2 separate regions of the Pan troglodytes genome follow, and region 2 is linked to region 1. The links are chromatin contacts, called in public Hi-C maps. All regions are on one chromosome and are shown on one strand. The core of a region is the stretch at or near the end of the contact, and the rest is flanking DNA. Distances in the headings are between cores, read along the strand shown. Region 1 has its middle 37 kb from the start of DUSP1. Region 2 holds the start of DUSP1 (dual specificity phosphatase 1).

The links. A called contact is a pair of places that touch in the nucleus more often than the background predicts.
Region 2: a Hi-C map of stem cell-derived neural progenitor cells shows a contact between it and region 1, with 2.2 times the contacts expected there. The contact joins the promoter of DUSP1 here to the enhancer-like site in region 1. A contact is called at or near these places in 1 of 7 Hi-C or Micro-C datasets (stem cell-derived neural progenitor cells) and 1 of 1 datasets of contacts at active chromatin or transcription factors (stem cell-derived excitatory neurons).

What each region holds. Positions count from the first base shown.
Region 1 is chr4:170,395,651-170,399,709 of NHGRI_mPanTro3-v2.0_pri, forward strand. No RefSeq gene overlaps it. Among named protein-coding and RNA genes, the nearest start is that of DUSP1, 37 kb to the right of the region's middle. Within about 2 kb of position 1,996, at least 8 of the 24 cell types and tissues checked have an H3K27ac peak or open chromatin away from gene starts, as enhancers often do. A contact at or near this core is called in stem cell-derived neural progenitor cells, where this site is marked.
Region 2 is chr4:170,433,667-170,437,189 of NHGRI_mPanTro3-v2.0_pri, forward strand. DUSP1 (dual specificity phosphatase 1) reads right to left here and starts at 1,344. Exons shown (of 4, transcript XM_527120.8): 1 at 630-1,344; 2 at 206-351. The coding sequence starts at 996. It overlaps LOC134809993 (a long non-coding RNA gene), which reads left to right and starts at 1,411. Exons shown (of 2, transcript XR_010157048.1): 1 at 1,411-3,523.

The sequences.
Region 1 (4,059 bases), core at 746-3,245:
CCCAGAGTTTCTGATTCAGTGGTTCTGAGGTGGGGCCGGGGAGTTTTCATTTCTAACAGGTTCCTGGGCAACACTGTTGCGGGTGGTGCGGTGACCACACTTTGAGAACCAATGTTCTAGAACAACACAGTGGGGGGAGGGTAGCAGGTGTGCCCGGACTTTCCACTGTAATAAGAGCCGTCATTTTGGGGTGCCAGGGATGTGCCACATTCATCACTTAACCCCCACAGCGCACATAGGATGAACTGAGCCTCAGTAAGGAGAAACTGCCTGTCCGGGGCCACACAGCTCAGAAGTGGTGGCCAGGGACTCCATCTTGGGGACTGGGGTTCCAGAAGGATCCCCCCCTCCCACTGCCCTACCTCTTACCTGGTACCTGTGACAGCTTGGAGGATAGCACGGGTGGCCATCCTTAGTGAGCTGCGCTGAACCGCTATGGACTAGGTCAAGGCACTCTGGAGTCGAGCAAACAGATGCGGGAACTGGCATCCCCGAGCTCTGGACCCCAGACCCACTCCTCCTCTGGGCCCCCAGCTGTAAAGAGATTGTTCTGACTCCCCGTCACTCAGGCAGGGCGAGGAGCAGTTTCAAGCAGACCCAACTACAGATGCTGCAGAGGGAGGGAGGGGTCGTCAGAGCGAGCCTGGAGACCCCCATCCCTGGAGAAGCCTCTGCCTCCAATCCCCCAAATGGCTGCATCAGAGAAATCCAGGCCATTTCTCCCACAAGCCCTGCTCTCCAGCCGGATGGTGCCCTCAGCCTCCCCTCCGAAGGGCTCATCCTGGAGATGGCCCTCCTCCATGTACCCCCAGGAAGGGATGGCACTGGGGGAAGAGGGGCCCATCAGTGGCTGTCATCGCTCTGCTCCCAACAAGGCCTTGGCTCGTTGTCCTGGTCCCCTTTCTGGCTGAGTGACCTTGAGCCCCAATCTGGGCTTCTCTTTCCTCATTTGCAGACTACTTGCCTGCCTCACTGGCTTTCAGGTGGGACGCAACACTATCAGGAAAACCACTGCTCCCTGAGGACCTACTATGATGCCAGGCCTATTGTCAGAGACCTGCTAGACATCCACGACGGACGTGATAGGCATTGGAATGCACACAAAGATACTGACCCTTCCAGAGCCTTCTCTAGCTCTGCTGGTGGGCTTCCTCCCCAGACAGGCCTGGGGACACCCCACCATCACCCCCTGAAACAAATCAGGCAGATCATTAAGGATTAAACAGGAGTGACAGCTGTTTGGCCGAAACATGATTTTCTGAACTTTTCCATATGCTTGAGATATTTTATGGTACAATCACGCCGGCCCAGTAAGTGTGAAGCTGGCCTGGGAGAGAGGAGGCAGGATGGAGGAACTGGGTCAGGAGCTGGCCAAGCTCCTGGCCTTCCAGATGTAATGATGGAGCAGATGGGAGGCTGTGAGTCACTGAGAAATGCCCGGATGATTGGGATGTTGCTAAAACTCTGAAGTCCCAGATTCCCTTGTGGGCTCCTGGCAAGGGTGTGGAGCTAGTGAACCCATGAACCAGCAGAGCAAACCAGGATGTCCAGGGTGACTGAGTCTGGGAGCAGGGACCAGCCAACAATACCCTTCTCAGTCTCTCCACGTGGTGGAATGGGGAAGTGAAGCCATTCCTGGGAGCCCTTGTGGTTCTGTGTCCAGCCTGAGCCACAGCTTCACCCAACTGGCGCCGGCCAGGTGGACCTCCTGAGGTCTTGGGGTGGGCCTCGGGCTCCTCAAGCCAGCCAGAAGCAGCAGATCAGCTCCCAGCTCCTAACCCCTGGGCCTGGCCGGAAAGCACCTCAGCTCCAGGGACGGGTCAGCTGCAGCTTGTTGTGCGGTTGCTAAGTTCTGTGCTGATCAGTCCGGGCCTCATGGGTTTTTTCCCTCTGGTTTCATGTTCTGACGGGAACTGAGTGAATCTGGAGCGAGTTAATTGCAGCCACAGCATTCCAGAGGGTGTTACGCTGCAAGTTCCTCCCTGGCCCCAGCTCCCCGAGTCCACACCCTCCCCGGCTGTGGGCTGGAGGCTGGAATATGAGCAGCTCTACAGGACTGGACCCTGAGGAATCCGCTGTTCTTTCTAGACACTAACTTGCCTTCCAGGGAGAGGAAAAAGGTTTAAGGTCAAAAACACATATCTGCCCCTTGGTTCCACAGCTCTCTTTTCTGGCATTTAAGGCTCCACACATTTTGTTCCAAAAGTCATCCCCCAGCCTCATGTCCCACAGTGCCCTGCACCCTCTCTGAGCCAGCCAGACCAGGCTGTTCCCCAGATATCCCCGCACGGGCTCACCTCTCCCCTCCTTGCTGTCTCTGCCCAGCCAGATCTGATCCACCCTCCCTCCCTCCCTCCCTCCCTCCCTTCCTTCCCTCCTTCCTTTCTTCCTTCCTTTTTCCTTCCTTCTCTCCTGCAGACGATATTTGTGCTGTCATTCAGTGAGACAGGCAATATTGTGAAGCTTAGAAACAATTGATTTATACATTTCATAAATAAAATTATCAGAGAGTATAATTTCAGGTGGAAATGAGCACTTTGAAAAAAACTAAGAAAACAGATGAAGAGGGGACTAGGCTGTGTGTGTGTGTGTGTGTGTGTGTGACATATATACCTTAGTCTCTTCTTTATTGCTTCCCTCCTATTTATTTATTTATTTTTGAAACAGAGTTTTGCTCTGTTGTCCAGGCTGGAGCACAGTGGCGCAATCTTGGCTCACTGCAACCTCCACCTGCCAGGTTCAAGCGATTCTCCTGCCTCAGCCTCCCAAGTAGCTGGGGTAACAGGCGCCGGCCACCACACCTGGCTAATTTTTGTATTTTTAATAGAGACAGGGTTTCACAATGTTGGCGGCCTGGCTGGTCTTGAACTCCTGACCTCAGGTGACCCGCCCATCTCGGCCTCCCAAAGTTCTGGGATTATAGGTGTGAGCCACCACGCCCAGCCACCTCCTTAGCTTTTTAAAGTGCTTATTTCCACCCAAAATTATATTCTCTTTTAATTTTATTTATGAAATGCACAAATCACTTATTTATAAACTTTACAATATTGTCCATCTCTCTAAAGTGTAAGCTCTATGACGGCATATTGTATGTATGTGGACTTGTGTGTGTATGCTGTGCCTGTGTATGTATGTGTAAGTGTGTGTTTGTGTGTATATCTATGTGTATTTGTGTATGTATGTGTGTATGCATGTGTGTGTGTTTGTGTGTATGGGGGCCAGTTGGGGAGACCAGGGAAGGCCTCTCTGAGCAGGTGAATTTGGGCAGAGACCTGGGGGAGATGCTGGCACTGTGGGGCAGGTGCCCAGGCTCTGTGGGCACATGGGAGGGAGGCCTGCAGGGTAAAGCAAAGAGAGTGAAGGCAGGGAGGGGGTGGCAGGGCCTGAGCAGCTAGGGCTTGGTGTACCGGCCAGGCATTGGAGGTGTCCCCCAAGCGTGTTGGGGAGGCGGGACTCTCAGAGCCATATTTTCAAAGGACCCCTCTGGCTGCCTTGTGGCCAAGGATGGAAGCCCAGCAGGGACTTGAGGCCAGGCGAGAGACAACTGGGCAGTCCTGAGGGGTGGGCACCGGAGGGGTGGGCGGCAGCCGAGCCAGCATATATTTTGGAGGAAGAGCTGCGAGGCAGGCCTAGGTGGGAGGGAGATAAAGTCATCAACACAGCTCCAGGGTTTGGGCTGATCCACTTGCAGGAAGGGATGGAGGCCGTGGTGGGGAAGGTGGGAACAGAGCAGGGTCACAGAGGCAAACCCCAGAGATGGGCAGGGTTCCAGCCCACAGGGAGCCTTGGGAGCCCTGCAGGCAACCAACGAACCCCCTCTGGACTGCTCTGAGGACAGCAGAGGAGCCACCAAAGGCTTGCAGGCAGGAGAGTTCCAGAACAATTCTGGTGTGACCTCCTCGCAAAAGCCTCTTGGTGCACGTGGCCTCTCCCCTGCAAAAGTCATAAAGTCACTTCATCTGGTGATCTTGACTCAGTTTCCCCAATAATTTGTTGCATTCTAAAAGCTTTTGCTCTGTGCCAGGCACTGGACTAACTCCTATACCAGCGCTCAGGCAT
Region 2 (3,523 bases), core at 94-2,593, 37 kb after region 1:
GGGCAGGACCAGCAAGTTCATTTCCGTAGAGCCTACAATTGGAGACTCGGCTCCGTCAGACCACTTAACTGTGGAATAAATCATATCCCTGTGTCCCCTCCGTTATAAATAATGCTGCAGGTCACTTTCTATATTCTCCCTGGCACTACTCTTCCATGCCTCTGCCAGTTCTTACTTCTTCCCTGTGGCAGGGACACCTACTAACCTGATCGTAGAGTGGGGTACTGCAGGAACTGCACCCAGATTCCGCGCTGTCAGGGACGCTAGTACTCAGGGGAAGGCTGAGCCCCATGGGGGTCGACTGTTTGCTGCACAGCTCCGGGCAGGAAGCCGAAAACGCTTCGTATCCTCCTGGGAATACAAAGACATTTTTTTCCCCATTAGTGACGCCGGGACACGGCACCTTCATACAACTCCCCCACCCACCAAGGGCTGGAAGTTTACATCGGAAAGGCCCAGGCAAGTCTTTGTTTCCAGAGCCAAACAAAGCCAATGACAAGTTCCAGAGATAAATGTACTCCAGCGCCCACGCGCTGCAGGTGGGGCGATCCCCCGGGAGCCGAGAGCCAGGGGTACCGGGCAAAACCTCAGGGGTGTGCGGCCCGCCCCGAGCTTCCCCGAGGGCGTACCTTTGAGGAAGAAGACTTGCGCGGCGCGCGCCTCGCGGCAGAGCGCGCCGGCCGCCAGGGCCAGGGTGCCGTCGCGCTTGGCGCCGTCCAGGGCGGCGCTGCGCTCGTCCAGCAACACCACGGCGTGGTAGGCGCCGGCCAGCAGGCGGCCGCGGAGCTCGGCGTTGGGCACGATGTGCTCCAGGCCCATGGCGCCCTTGGCCCGGCGCCGCACGATGGTGCTGAAGCGCACGTTGACAGAGCCGGCGATGTGGCCGGCGTTGAAAGCGAAGAAGGAGCGGCAGTCCAGCAGCAGGCATTGCGCCGCTCGCTCCCCCAGCAGCGCCCGCAGGCCTCCAGCGTCCAGGGTGCCCACTTCCATGACCATGGCCGGCCTCAGCGCCCCCAGCGTGATCGGCCCTGCGGTGCTCTTTGTCTGTCCTCGGGGCCAAGGGCAGGGCGGCGCTTTTCGAGGAAAAGCTAGACCCCCGGGTCTCTCTGCGCCGAACCAAAAGCCGCTTTTGGACTGAGAGAGGAGCGTCACGCGGGGCTCCGGGCTCCTCGGCTTCTTCGCGGTTCCCCCGACTGCCCCTCCGACCCGCGTCGCACACACAGCCCAAAAGTCCTTCGCAGCGAGCCTGGCCCGGGGAGCGCGTTTATATGCGGCCCCTGGGGGACGGGGCGGGCCAGACCCGCGCGCAGGGGGAGGGGGGGTGTTTGTTTGAATGGTGATCACGTGACGGGGCGGTGACGTCACCCGCCCTGCCAGGCCAGGCGCCGCCGAGCCAGAGGGGGAGACGTCATCAGCCTCGGAGCTGGGTCCGCTCGCCGCGCGCTGGCTCGCGGCCCGGCCCCCGCCCTGCTGTCCGGCCTGCTCTTGGCGCGTCCCCAGGGACCGGGCCCGCGCCGCGCTCCAGGCCCAGCGGGGAGGAGGAGGGCTCGCTGCCAGCTGAGGCTGACCTCCGGGATGCGAGCGGCCGGGAGAACGGGCGACGTGCCACCTGCCTTGGCCTCGCCGCTCCTTCCTCTCTCCCTCCCCGAGTCCCCTTCCCCGTGCCCCTCGGCCGCCGACCTGAACCGAAAGGGGCTTCCTGTGCTTTTGCATACTCTTGTGCCCCTTTTTCTCATTTCCTCATCACTAACAGGCGGGGAAACTGAGGTTCCCCAGGCGAAGCGACTGACTTGCCCAGAACCACACTACTGGGGTGGGGGCAGCAAATAGGCGCCTAAGATGAAGCTTAGAGAAAAATGAACAACTCTGCCGATAGAAAAGTCGTCCCTACCAAGACCGACTCGAGCGAGTTGGGGCGGAGAGGTTCAGGGCAATGCTTTCCTGTTTCCCAGACTTTCTTTAAGGTGGCTTTAAAATATCTACATTTGCCATGAAAGTGTAAGCAAGCTAACTCCCACCGGGAAATAATGCTATTCCTAGTCTTGTGGCCCCCGGAAGACTTGGAGCCAAGGGAGGCAGGTCAGGGGGCTGAAATCCCGGTGAGGGGTCGCAAGGCCCCGCAGTGGATTCCAGGGTTTGGCGTTTGGAGGGGTGAGGGGCGACCCGCAGCGCGACTCGACGGCGCCCCCCAGGGGCCGCCCGACACGTTTCTGTCACCTTGGCTCCAGACTGAGCTTCTCCATCCCTTTCTTTATTATACAAATAGGCAGTATACACAGTGAGCGCCCACTAAGCGCTGGGCTGGGGGGCTCCAACCCGGAACAGAAGCCGGCCACAACCCTCGCTCCCTGTCGTCGCGGCCGTTATAGGCCGAAAGCAAAATCCAATCCCGGGCCATTCTGGGCGGATTGCCAGGACCTGGATCGCAACGCTTGGGAAGACCCCCGCCCCGCCCAGCGATATCCGTGCCCTGAGTCCCAGTGACGGCCCCCTGGACAGCGGAGCCTGCTGCAGCGACGCGACGCGCTAGGTACACAAACATAAACATTGCGCCACCCGCCCGGGTGCCGAGTCAGGAACATTCTGCGGTTTCCTCCCCTCCTGGGGGAGGGGATTTCGCTGGCCACCCTGTGTCGTCGCTGTGTGAGCTGTATCACCAGTGGCAACTTCTGCATTTGCCTCGCTTAGCTTGTGTGTTTTCGCCTGCGCAAATGTTCCGCCTGGATTCTTCTAGAAAAGTTCAGGGCATGGAGTGCTTTTTTTTAAAAGGGCGTTTTCTACCTTCATTTGAACATTGGTCGAGGACAGCAAAGAGGTCCTCAGATAAGAGCAACGCCCTCCCTGTATGGAGAGATAGAAGAAAAATTGTTTATACTACTTATTCAGCTGAGGAACTCAACATAGTTTTTGCGTTGAATCATAGAATGTTACAGCTGCTGACCTTTCACTGCATACCGACTTGATTTGTCCCATTTTTTTTCTCACCAAGAGCATTTATTATACCTTCCCCTACCGAAATTTTTCAAAAAGAAAACTTTTTTAAGAGCTGGGCGCTGTGGCTCACACCTGTAATCCCAGCACTTCGGGAGGCCGAGGGGGGGCGGATCATGAGGTCAGGAGATCGAGACCATCCTGGCCAACATGGTGAAACCCTGTCTCTACTAAAAATACAAAAATTAGCTGGGCGTGGTGGTGGGCGCCTGTAATCCCAGTTACTCGAGAGGCTGAGGCTGAACCCGGGAGGCAGAGGTTGCAGTGAGCCAAGATCACACCACTGCACTCCAGCCTGGTGACAGAGCAAGACTCTGTCTCAAAAAAAAAAAAAAAAAAGAAAGAAAAGAAAGCTTTTTAATGCCATTATCACAGTAGTAGTGGCACAGTCTGGCCCTAGAGCCAGGTGTCTGCTGGCCTCTCCTGCTTTTCTCTCTCCTCCCTTGCTGGAAAGAGTGCAGAGAGTAGACTTGAACCCTGTCATTTTGCTCCTGGATGGTCAGAGGTGAGCCTCGACCCCTACTGAGCCTCC